Regions from separate parts of the Rattus norvegicus genome. Here region 1 is linked to region 2. The links are chromatin contacts, called in public Hi-C maps. All regions are on one chromosome and are shown on one strand. The core of a region is the stretch at or near the end of the contact, and the rest is flanking DNA. Distances in the headings are between cores, read along the strand shown. Region 1 has its middle 30 kb from the start of Ap1m1. Region 2 holds the start of Klf2 (KLF transcription factor 2).

Evidence for each region. A called contact is a pair of places that touch in the nucleus more often than the background predicts.
Region 1: a Hi-C map of liver shows a contact between it and region 2, with 1.7 times the contacts expected there. The contact joins the enhancer-like site here to the promoter of Klf2 in region 2. A contact is called at or near these places in 6 of 12 Hi-C or Micro-C datasets (the A7r5 cell line, Schwann cells, kidney and 3 more).

The regions. Positions count from the first base shown.
Region 1 is chr16:17,603,252-17,609,662 of GRCr8, forward strand. No RefSeq gene overlaps it. Among named protein-coding and RNA genes, the nearest start is that of Ap1m1, 30 kb to the right of the region's middle. Within about 2 kb of position 1,535, at least 35 of the 93 cell types and tissues checked have an H3K27ac peak or open chromatin away from gene starts, as enhancers often do. A contact at or near this core is called in the A7r5 cell line, Schwann cells and liver, where this site is marked.
Region 2 is chr16:17,554,997-17,561,312 of GRCr8, forward strand. Klf2 (KLF transcription factor 2) reads right to left here and starts at 2,772. Exons shown (of 3, transcript NM_001007684.2): 1 at 2,685-2,772; 2 at 1,549-2,356; 3 at 140-981. The coding sequence starts at 2,756. The coding sequence ends at 806. It also overlaps a transcript of Eps15l1 not described here.

The sequences.
Region 1 (6,411 bases), core at 285-2,784, 47 kb after region 2:
TGACAGTGTGGTGACAGCTAGTACTCCAGGTCTCCTGGTGGCTTCTCTGCCTTTTCCTGGCATCTGGGAAGCATGACACCTTTCTGAGGTTGAAGGGGACACTGACCCTGTGCAGGTGACAGTGACCAGTGGCCAAGCCTTTCCCAGATGCTCCACCCCTTTGTGTGCCCTGTGACATCTCAGGGAACCCTCTGGGAAATGTCACACTCCAGTCTAATTGTGCAGCAGAGGGAATTGAAGTTACAAGGAACAGGTGACTAAGCAGACCTTGCCCCACCCCCACCCCGGGTTGATGGCAAATCCACTCGGGAAGGGGTGCAGGTCAGTAGCAGGGTGTGGGTCAGTAACAGGGTTCAGGTCAGTAGGGGGCTCAAGTCAGTAGCAGGGCGCCGGTCAGTAACAGGTCAGCCCAGAGCCCTGGACACCTGAACAGGGTCCCACCCTCGTGCTAGCCATTGGGAGGGACTGAAGGGAGCACAGTGACTACGTAATGTAGATAGTTTTGCTATGTTGCATTTTGTGTGTGTGTTGGAGGTTGTGTGGGGAGTATGAGCATGTAGGTGTAGGTGCCTCTGGAGGACAGAAGAGGGCGCTAGAACTCTGGAGCTGTAATTATAGGTGGTTGAGAGCCCCCAAGTGGGAACTAAACTTGGGTCCTGGACAAGAACAAGCGCTCTTAACTCCGGAGCCATCTTTCCAGTCCCTGCCCCTACCACCTCCCCTGCTCTTTGTTTCTAAGACATGTTCCTTCTATATAACCTCGACTAGCTTCAAACTGGTGGCAATCCTCCTGCCCCAGCTTTCCAAGTCCTGACAACAGGTGTGAGCCACCATACTCCACTTATTTTGTTTTTTAGTTTTGGTTTCTCAAGACAAAGTTTATCTGTGGAGCCCTACACTCTGTAGACTATGCTGGCCTTGAACTCATGTAAATCCACCTGCCTCTGCCTCCCAAGTTCTGAGACTAAAGGGGTACGCCACCATGCCTGGCAACTCTTTATTTTGTATTTTTTGATTGCCTGTGTGTGTGTGTGTGTGTGTGTGTGTGTGTGTGTGTGTGTGTGTCAGGAGTCAGTTCTCTCCTTCGATCATGTGGGTCCTGGGTTCCCAGGCATGGCGAGCGCTTTTAACCACTGAGACATTTAGCGAGCTCGTGTTTTAGATTTTTAGAGACTGAGTCTCACTCTGGAGTCTGGCTGACCTTGGCCTTTAGGCAATCCTTCTGCTTTCTTCGCGTTCTGAGTGACTTGACAGGCATGAGTCACCATGCCCAGCTCCTTTCCTTTTGAAATTTCTGGGTTTTTGGTCTTGGGGGATTCTTTGTTTTGTTTTTGACAGAGTCTCACTAGCCCAGGCTGATCTCCAACTTGCAGTGATCCTCCTGCCTGTTTCTGAGTACTGAGGCTACAGGCTCTGCCACCGCGCCCACCTCCCAGAGCTTCCTTGGTGCAGACTGAGCCCTCCCAACCCCCCGGCCGTCCACTTCTCTGTGTCTCCTCCTCCTCGGAACAGCTTTCTCAGAAATGCCAGCTCTGCAGGTTGTGAAACATCCTCTCCACGGCCGGCTGGCATCTCAGCAGAGCTCGCTGTGCAAACAAGCAGGGGACTAACTCGTGGCTCAGTGAGCGCCACCTATGGGCGGCTGAAGGGATGCTCTCCAGGCCCTTCTCACCCGCTGTTAATGCTCCCTCCAGGCACAGAGGGGAGGAAAGGACAGGCTGTGAGGAGTCAGCCAGGGGCCCCTCTACGGTAACCCTGCAGTCTGGATTTCCTGAGCCTCAGTATCCCCTCTGGAAAATAGGGTGAGCCACTTGCTCTCTACTCGGTTACGGATGTCCTGGTCCCTGGTGCTGGAAGGACTTAAATATGCCCTCTGTAGCCTGGTAGGACCGTACACACTTTCGGCCCCCATGCCAGCAGACACAGGCAGGTGGATCTCTGTGAGTTCCGAGCCTGCTTGGTCTATATACTTGATAGTGGTCTCTCCCGGATTCCAACCGCTATCTGTCTGTCCCCCATTTCAAAGTGTCAGTGAAAAGAGACCTGCCTGTGGTGACGAAGCTTTGGGAAGCTGAGGCAGGAGGATTACAAGGGCCATCAGTGGGAACTAGAGTTTTGAGCTGTGTATGTGGCTGTAGCTCTGTTCGTGGAGTGCTCCGAATCCATGAACCAGGCTCAGGTCCCACCCCGATACTATATCAGCTGGGAGTGGCAAACATCTGTGATCCCAGCGTTGGGAAGGAGCGAAGACAATCTGGAGTCAAGGTCGGGGCCAGTGCTATGGTTCAGTGTGGTAAATGATCTTGCTGCCAAGCTCATGGCCTGTCCAACCCCCAGAACCCAGCTGGTAGGAGAGAACCGACTCCAGCAAGCAGTCCTCTGACCTCCACACAAGATCACCGACAACTATTAAGTAAACATAATTTGTAAAACAAACAAAGTTAGACAAAGGTCTAGAGAGATGCCTCAAGGGCTAAGATTACTGGCTGTGCCTGCAGAGGACCTGAGTTGGGCTCCTGGAACTCACGTGGCCCAATCACAACAGTTCCAGGGCAATCAACGCCACGGGCCATCTGCACACACTTGTGTGCAGGCAATTAAAATACATTGTTACACTGATTAACTGATAATTAGTTAAATACAAAGAACGAAAGGGGAGGAGGGATGAGGACGGGAAGGGAGGGGGAGGGGCGGCAGTTGGAAGCTGGAGGTAATCTGTAGAAGTCTGATGAGGCTGGAGATGTGTGGGTGGGCGATGGACAGGAAGCCAGGCACGTGGGGTATTCTGAGGCAGGATCTCTCTAAGTACTGCCCTGGGGGAAGGCCCTGGAGGCATTAGCACGTTTAACCAGAGGGCCGCGCAGGTCCAAGTCTTCTGGGACTGGGTTGTGGAACACTGGTAGTGGCTGCGACTTTCACCAGCCCAAGTTTCAAAGCTGTGCACCCGGGGTCCCTGGGTGGTAAGGAGCCTCCCGACACAGAGGCCAGCCCTGAAGAGGGAGTTCGGGACTGCAAGTCTTTGACTCTGTGGCCTCAGACAAGAGAAGCTTTGACTTCTGTTCCTCACCAGGGCTTACAGACATTGAGGGACACGTGGTCACACTGAGGCCTGGCACAGGCTAATAACCCACCGACAGCCCAGAGTGACTTTTCAGGCACAGGGTCTGAGAACTGCCCTCTGGGTGGAGTCTGGCCGAGTTATATCTGGCACAGCCGTTCCCTTTGGGTGACTGCAGCTGCCCAGGCGGGGGCCGCAGTGCCTGCTTCAGCACTCGTCCCGGCAGGTGCCAGTGGCCGCTTTACATAGCCACGCTTGGCGTCCTTCGCTTGCCTCCGCCTGGCTCTGAGCAGGGGCCTGGGGCTGGAGAGCTTGGGCCTTGGTCTCACTTCTACTTTTCACTTTTACTAGCCGGAGGAGAAAAGCGCTTGTCGAAGGGACCTGGTAGCTGGGTGTGTGCTCCACCTGGACGCTGTAGGGAGGGCAGACTGAGTTAGAATCCCAATCCTGCTAGAAATCTGGCCAGCCATGTAACAAGCAGAGGACAGACTAGGCTGCAGTGGCCAGGGTCTCTGGGCTGCTGTGTGACCCTAGGTTAGTGTCTTCCCTGCTCTGGGCCTCCATTTGCAACTCTGGAAAAGTTACAGCAGTATTTTTATAATCTGTCACTCCGCTCCAGTTTGTATTGGGAGGCCTTAGAGGAACTGGACCTGGTAGGTCTTTCTTTCTTTAAAAAAAAAAAAAAACAAAACAACCAACCAAACAACCAAACAACCAAACAACCAACGAGTCCCCCTAAGGGCAGTGGTGATGCACACCTTTAATCCAAGCATGAGGGAGGCAGAGGCTGGGGGAATCTCTGAATCTGGCCAGCCTGGTCTACAGAACGTGAACTCTAGGACAGACAGCCTGGGCTACACTGAGAAACCGTGATTCCAAAAATCAAAACAAACCGTCTTATTATGTAGCCCTGGCTGGCCCGGAACTCACAACGACAGCTTTGCTTCTGCCTCGGTACACGGAGATCAGAGGTGTGTGCCTAGATTCTTCACACTATTTGCTTTATGTACTGTGTTTGTGTAAGCCAGTGGACAGCTTGCCGAACGCAGGCCCTGGGGACCCAACCCTGGTTGTGGGTGGCAAGTATGGAGGTTCCATGGGCCATTTTGTTGCCTCATTTTGTTTTGGGGTGCCTTTCTTTCCTGAGAGAGGGTCTCTCTCTGTGTAGCCCAAGCTGGCCTGGGTTTCATTATGCAGCCAAAGCTGCTCTCAGATCTTTTTCGCAATCCTCCTGCCTCACCCTTCTAAATGTTGGAATAGCAGGTGTGAGGAACACACCTGTTAATTTTTTCCCTCCCTTTTGATGACACAGGGTCTCATGTAATGTAACTCAGGCTAACCCCCAAAACTCAATGTCTAACTAAGGATCATGTTTTTTTTTTTTTTTAAAGATTTATTTATCTCATGTATATGTGTATACACACACACACACACACACACACACACACACACACACACATGACTATGTAAGAGGCATCAGATTCCATTACAGATGGTTCTGGGCCACCATGGGGTTGCTGGGAATTGAACTCAGGACGTCTGGAAGAGCAACTGGTGCTCTTAACCACTGAGCCATCTCTCCAGCCCTAAGGCTCACGCTGAGCTCCAAATTCCTGTCTCCATACTTGGACTGCTGGGTTTATGCTGGGGGTGGAATTCAGGCTTTTATGAACGCTGGGTGAGAACCTCAGTATGAGGCTATTGTTCCATTCATTCAGTTTTCATTTTTAACTGTATATATGTTGTATCTGTGAGTGTGTTTGTGCACATGACTGAGTGCAGGTGCCCTCAGAGGCCAGAGGCAGCTGTGAGCCTCTTGATCTGGGTGCTGGGAACCATCCCTACACATCATTTTGTTGTTGTTTTGAGAGGACACTATGTAGCCCTAGCTGTCCTGGAACTCACGATGTAAACCAGGCTGGCCTGAAACTCAGAGATCTGCCTGCCACCACCATGTAGCAAGCACCCCTATTTTTATTTACTCTATATTGTGCATATGTGTGTGTTTGCCTGCCTGTATGTGCACTGCATATAAACCTCTGCCTGCACAGCTTAGAGGGGGTCAGATCTGCTGGAGCGGAGTCCAGTGATCGTGACGGTGCCGCGTGGGTGCCGGGAACGGAGCCGTGGTCACTCCAGCTCCCACTTCCACTTGAACGTGGGTCTTTCTCACAGGCTGCTTCAGACATGCTCTGGCCCCCTGCTTGGTTTTTCATTTAGGGCAGAATCCAAGCTGTGAAAGGGGAAAAACTGTCCCAGAGAGGTGAAGCCACCTGCTCGGGCTGCCCAGCAAGCTAGACAGGAGACTCTGACTCTCTAGAGGTCTCTGTGATCCATTCCTCGTATCTCTGGCCTCAGGCTTGTGAGGAATGTGGAACTAGAGCCTCCCTCCAACTCCAGGAGAATGGTCCAGCTCAGGGCAGGAGCCGAGTCGGGCTTAAATAGTGGCTCCCAAAATATCAGGCCAAGGATAGGCTGAGCCCTGCGCGGGCGCAATTGGCTCACATCGTGGTTTCCTGCTTGCTAAGATGTTTCCTGCCGATAGCCCACTGGCAGCCTTATCTGTGACCTGGAGGACACTCGGGACAGGCTGTCCTGGCCCTGGCAGGGGCTGTAAGGATGGGGATGGGGGCAGGGCCCAGATGACTGTGACTAGGCACTGGCTCGCGCACAGATTTTGGGAACGAACACTGTATTCGGAGTTCTGCTGTGGAGCTGAGACCCGGGTGTCTCTGCTTTCGATGCTCTCCAACCCTCTGTGTCCATCAAGGGGCTCCAAGTCTGGGGCATACAGATGTCCCTGGCCCTGGAGCCTCAGGGCTCTGCCACGGGGAGGGTGAGAACACAAAAGTCTGTCTGGAGGAGGGACATTGCAAGTGAGGTTTCCCAGACAGAAGTTCACCAGGAAGATCGCTGGGAAGGGGTGACCAGGCTAAAGGAGCACAAGTGCAAATGCTCGGAGTCAAGCTCCTACTGTTCCCACTTCCCAGAGGAGAAAATGGAGGTTACAAGATGGGGCTTTAAGTCAGAAAGTCTGATTCTTTAAAGTTCTTTTTTTTTTTAATTTTTAAAATTTGTATGAGTGCATGTGCACATGTCACAGTGTACATGGAGAAGTCACGGGGCAGCGTGGGGGAGTCAATTCTCTTCTTCCAGTCCTGGTCCTAAGACTTGGCAGCAAGCACCCACAGAGCCCTCTCGCTCCCTCCAAATCTGTTTTTCCCCCCTGCCCTCATTGACCAAGACACAGACTTCTGGAGGATTCCTTTGCTATTGTTGTGGTTGTGGTTTTGACCTAGGGCCTTGTTCTGTGGCCAGAGATAGCCTGAAGTCAGTCTCCTGCCTCAGCGTCA
Region 2 (6,316 bases), core at 1,522-4,021:
ACAGAGAAATCCTGCTGGAAACACACACATGCGCGCGCGCGCACACACACACACACACACACACACACACACGCACGCACGCACGCACACACACACAAACCACCGGCACGCTCCTAAGTTTGGCTCAGCCCCGAGAAGATACCAGGAAAAGGTTTTTAATTTTCTTTTTTCTTTCTAAAAAAGGGATGGCCACATCAGTGGAACCATCGCTTTCCCAGCTCTGGGATACAAGGGGGAAAATTACGGCTCAAAGTAGCAGACTTAAAATAGCCTGTGCCCAATCCTCAAACACTATGTTTACATTTATACAGAACCCGCAGCCCCTCCTCCATCCCCAGCCACAGCACTACCATGATTCCTCCAAAGATCCAAAACTTTTTTAATTAAAAAAAGAGTTATAAAAACGAAGCAGGCGACAGAGATGCCATCGTCTCCCTTATAGTCATACAGATTGCCACGGTCACTTATATACAATATTATAAAAACAACGTTGGGGATAGTTGGGGATAGTAAACTCAAAGGCATTTCTCACAAGGCTAGCCTCGATCCTCTAGTGGGAACCCGAGAGAAAGAAGTCAATTATTGCACCATTTTGAAAACATTCTTCACAGGCTCCTGTCTTCTTTCCTGGAGCCTTCAGTCACGGTGGGAGCCGGAACTGGTGGCAAAGTCATTTTCCTGTGGCCACTCTTGTCCGACTCCGTCCTCAGGGTCCAATAAATAACAGTCAGTTTGTTGCAAGGGGGCCGTGCCCGGCGCGTGGAACCCGCCACAGTCGCTCATGGGCTGGCCGAGTCGACCCAGGCTACATGTGTCGCTTCATGTGCAGAGCCAGGTGGTCGGACCTGGAGAAGGCCCGGTCGCACAAGTGGCACTGGAAGGGCCTGTGACCCGTGTGCTTGCGGTAGTGGCGGGTAAGCTCGTCAGAGCGCGCGAACTTCCAGCCGCAGCCGTCCCAGTTGCAATGATAAGGCTTCTCACCTATAGCAGAAAGGAAGGACATTAAGCCTCAGTTTCCCCGAAAGCCTATTCCGGGCGGGCAGCACCTGATAGCACTGACCCCCCTCCCTCTCCAATCTCATCCCCACCCATATCTAATCCAAACAGAGACCCTTGGGCTCCTGAAGCTGACCACAAGCAGGCTCGGGCGCACCCCTTCCCTAACATTCTGAGATTAGGTCTGAATTCCTGTTCTGCTCAGTGCCGAGATGACAGGCTCAAGCCACCATGCCAGGGTTTTATATGCAGTGCTGCTGGGGGTGTTAGTCGTCCAGCTTAGCCCCAGCCCAACCCTCCCCAGCTTCTTTAAATATGTCCCTCACAGACCCTACTACACCTGCACTGTCCAGAATTCTTGAGAACCGAGTCCCTTCCCCGTAGCCAATCCGTTAAACTGCCACTCCCCCTTGCCAGAGCCAGACTCTGGGGACAGTATCCATTTCCCTTCCGGAGGATGGACAGGCTCTCCCTCTCTAACCTAGCCTGTTCCTGAACTCGCTCCCATCCATCCCACTGCTGCAGCTCCGGGGAGTGAGGCCAGGCGCCCACCTGTGTGCGTCCTCAGATGCGCCTTTAGGTGCGAACTCTTGGTGTAGGTCTTGCCGCAGTTGGTGTAGCTGCAAGTGTGCGTGGCGGCGCGCTTGCGGGGCCAGGAGCGGCGGCCGCGCTTGGGCTTGGCCTCCAACAGCTCCAGCGGGGACGAGGGCGGCGTGAGGAGACCGCGCGTGGCAGGGGGAGCAAGACCCAGAGCCGCCGCCGCGTCGTCGAAGAGACCGAAAGCGCCGGGAGCGGGCGGCCCGTAGTGCAACGCGGGGCCGGGGCCGCCGAAGCTGGGGCCGGGGCCGAAGGGTGGCGGGAACGGGTTGCGGGGACCGGGCGCCGGGAGGCGCGGGGGGCCGTCGGGGCTGAGCGGCGGCGTGTCGGAGGGCGGTGGGGGACGGCCAGCAGGACCCCGCATGCATGCACCTGTCGCTCCCAGGGCGCCCTCGAGCTTCAGCCCGCGCGGTCCGCGAGCCAAGCCGGCTGCGCACCCGTAGCCGCCGCCGTCCACCTCCGGGGGCTCGGCTTTCACCAGCCGCCCGGGAGGCGCGAGGAGGAAGCGGCCGTGTAGAGCCGGCCCCTGAGGCGCATCCAGATCCGGGCGCAGCAGCTCCGTTCCCAGGCCAGCCGCCGGGGTGCCATAGGGCGGAGGGGCACCCGGCTCCGGGTAGTAGAACGCAGGAGGCGGGGGCTGCGGTGGGGGCTCGGGAGGGTTCTCGGCGCCCAGGCCGTCCAGTCCCATGGACAGGATGAAGTCCAGCACGCTGTTTAGGTCCTCATCCGTGCTGCCCGCCTCGGGCTCATTTCGCGGCCAGCGCTGCAGGAGACAGGGCGCGGGACGTGAGCGCGGGGCTTCCTCCTGCTACCCTGCACCCCAAAGTCTAACTCCTAGGCCATTGGGGTCTGCACCCAGTGCACGGCATCCCTCGGCGCGCGTGTCTTCAGTCCCTGCACCCTCCCTCCTGCCCCACAGCCTGAGGTCTAAGTCCTCACGGATGACAATCTAACTACCGGCGCCCTGAGGTCGGTCTCCCACCGCCGCCAGCGGTCCGCACCCCGGACCTTGTCATCTCCAGTACTCGCTCCTGCACCCTATGGTCTGATACCCTGATACCCCGCCGCCCGCGGACCCTCGCTGCCCTCACCTCCTGGAGGCCGCGCTCGCAGGGGCTGGCGAAAGTGGCAAAGGACGGCAAGATAGGCTCGCTGAGCGCCATGGCAGGGACTGTGTGTGCTGTGGCCGGGCCCACCCAGGCCTTATAGGCGCGGCAGACACAGAGGGCGGGGCTAGGAGGCGTCGACGGAAACGCGTCCCGGATGGGGACGAGCTCCGAGCTCAGCCTAAATTTAGCCGCGGTATATAAGCCTGGCGGCGGCGGCTGTGGCAGCCACTACGGGACCCCGGGCTGCGCGCCTCAGTCCCCGCCCCCGGGCCCGGGCCCCGCCCCGTCCGTCCCCTTGGCGACGGCGTCAACAAGCCAGGCAAAACAGCATAGTTAGCGCGCGGGGGTGGCACCTGGCACTCCGCGGGGAACACGGTGTGACAAGGCTTCCCCGGTGTCTCCCCAGCCTCAGGCCCCGGGAAACCTGGACCGATGCATGGGGAGTCTGGAGTCACTACTGTGCTCACCCGAGGAACGCTCTGTGAAATCCTTGTTTAAGCTACCTTGGAAACTGAGACTGGAGGATGAAGAGTTTGGGGCCTGCCTAAAAGGGAGTTGAGGCCAGCCTGGAGCAGCGTATCCCTCTTAATACACACATGCACGCCCACATGAACGCGTGCGAGCGCGCGTGCACACAGAGAGACAGAGACAGAGAGACAGAGACCGACCGACCGAAACCATGGCATGGTGGTATATGCTTGTCTTCAGAACATTTGGGAGGTTGAAAGCATTAGGATCAAGAGACCTGACTCGAAAAAGAAACAAACGTTGGAGGCAGGCATGATGGCTTAACGTCTGCTTACAAGCCTCATCCCAAGAGTTCAATTCCCCAAAGGAGAGAATCCATTCTCATAAGTCGTCCTCAGACCTCCACAGCACACATGCAAACACACAAACACACACACACGGTAGCAATGTAATAAGTTATGATAGATAGATAGATAGATAGATAGATAGATAGATAGATAGATAGATAGATACAAAGTACTGGGTCTCTTTGGGACCTTTTCACTTCCCGCATAAACCTCAGATAGACCCTTCAAGTGCAGGGAAGCTGGGCCCAGGGTTCTGGGAAGGGTTGTCAGTCTGACTAGAAGGGCAAGGGGTACTCACTGGGGGATGGGCGCATCAAATAAATATGCATAATACCCACAGGGCCCGAAAAGAGAAAAGGGAACAATGGAAGAGGAGGAAGTTTGTGGTGGGGACTGGGGAGGGACAGTGGTGCAATTTTTGACCTTCACCCAGGAGTCTAATGTTGAGGCAAGATCTGGAGAAAGCCAGAGAGAGAGGAAGGGCATTGTTTGAAGCTGTGACCGGAAGCCAGGAGGTAGAGGGATGCAGTCAGCCTGTGTACTTGGGTACAGTGACACCAAGGAGCCCAGCAGGGATGGGAGGCAACAGGTCCCACGCCCAGCCCCTTGTCTACTGCTGTGATTTTGAGCAGAAACTCTGCTCTTCCCAACATTGGTGAATTACAGACACTGGTCTGTAACATCAGCCCCAACTGTCCTCAGGTCCTTCCCACAAAACGTCAGAGTAGACATCACACATCTGCTCCAAATCTCTATGGCCGTGTGTGGAGGCAGCGTGTGAGACTGAAACACTGGCTTGGTTAAGGAAGGTCTGACGAGAAGTCCTCTAGGACTGAGGACCCACCTCAGCCCCTCACCACAAAGGGGAGAATACCGCGTGTGTTTCACTCGGAGCAAAAGTCATGCCGTGTATTCAGGTCTGAGCACCTGTGTGTGCCTCAGTTTCCATTTACCATAAGGAGCAAAAGATAAGATTTGGGTCATTTCGTCCAAGGTTCAGGATTCTGTAGGAAGTGATGAGGAGGGAGTTCTGTTTGTTTTCATTTGCGGGGTGTATGTAATAGGTTTTTCTTATATTGCCCAGGATGGTAATCCTCCTGCCTCTGCCTCCAAGGTGCTGGTATCACAGGCCACACCACCTGTCCTGGGGATCTGTAGGGGCTAAGTCTGAAAACAAGAAGTCTTTTTCTTATGTTCCTAATTAACACAGAATAACGATATCAAAGCTGTCCTGTGGCATTGGTTATAACCCACCCAGTGGTGAGCTGGTTCAGTGCTTACGAGTGGTTCTACACAGCCACATGGGGCTGTAACCTCAACTCCGGGGCATTCGTGGCCTTTACTAAGTGGTTTGAGTATCTGGGGACCCTGGTATTCACCAACACTAGAATAGATTCACTCAGGGAACCGCCAAGTGACTGCATACTAAATAACACAAGAGCCTGTTGGCCCAGCACTGAGTTGAGGCCGTGGCCAGAAGATCAGTGGCTCAGAGCCAAAACTGGGCAGACGAGTCAAAAGGATGCTTTCAAACTAAGCCTGACAGTTTGAGTTCAATCCCCGGAGGCCCACACCGTGGAGGGAGAGAGCTGTAGTGATCTGACCTCCACACACAAGTGCACGCGCGAGTGCGCACGCACACGTACACACACACACACACACACACTTAAAAAGATCAAAGCTCTGTCAGGGTCCAGAAGTGCCTAGCAGGCTCCCAGGCAGGGACCACCTCTTGCCTGTGAGATCTGGGAAATTCTTCTTCCCCACAGGTACTTATTGTCCTCATTTGCATATCACCTATGGCTGGGGGAACTTTTGAAATGTGTATTTTCTCTTTCTGCATATCTTTTCTTTGCACTTCTCCTGTGCTCTTTGCCCTAGGAGATCTTCTGAATAGTTTCAGATGGGTCGTTTTGTTTGCTCCTGGAGGCACTTTAAATCCTTTGTCTGAATCTATGGCCCTGCTTGATCCACAGGTTTGGAAAGATTTTTTTCCTAGTAGGTGGCCAGCCTTCAAATTCTCCTAAGGGCATTATTTAAAGAGCACATTTAAAATAAAATGTCTTTTAATTTTGTCCATTACATTTATTCATTTATTTTTCAGTGTGCTTGCGTGCTGGGCTTGACTGGAACCCAGTGCCTCTGAGACCTCCCGGACCCAGGCCTTTGAGTCTGTATGCAGTGGGGTAATGCAGTGGGGTAATGTGTTTTGTGTGGTTATTGTTTTGTAGACAGGCCCCACTCGGCCCTCTATGGAGGCCGCTGCTCTTGTCCCGGGCAGCCATTCATTCCCAGCACACATGCCTTCCAAGGCATCCTCTAACCTCCCTCCTTTGCTGCTGTTTCTTTCTGAATGCTTTGCTTTTAATTTTCTTCTTTTATATTTTATTTTTGTCAGGGTATGTGTTTGTACCGGTTCACACATACCTTAAAGACATACACATGCCACAGCACATATGTGGAAGTCAGAAGACAACCTGTGGGAGTCAGTTCTCTCCTGCCATGTGGGTCTCAGGGATTGAACTCGTGTATCTAGCCTTGACAGCAAGAGCTTACTCATCGAGCCATCTTGCTTGGCTTTGTTTTTATTTTCTTCTCTGGTGTTTGAGACACTGTGTACCCTTCACTGGACTGTAACTCACAGTGATCCGCCTGTCTCTTCTTCTCAATTGCTAAAAAAATAAAAATAAATAAAAAAAGAAAAAAGAAAAGAAAAGAAAAAACCCAGCAGTGGTGGTGCTTGACTTTAATTCCAGAACTCTGGAGGCAAAGGCATTCAGATCTCTGTGAGTTCAGGGC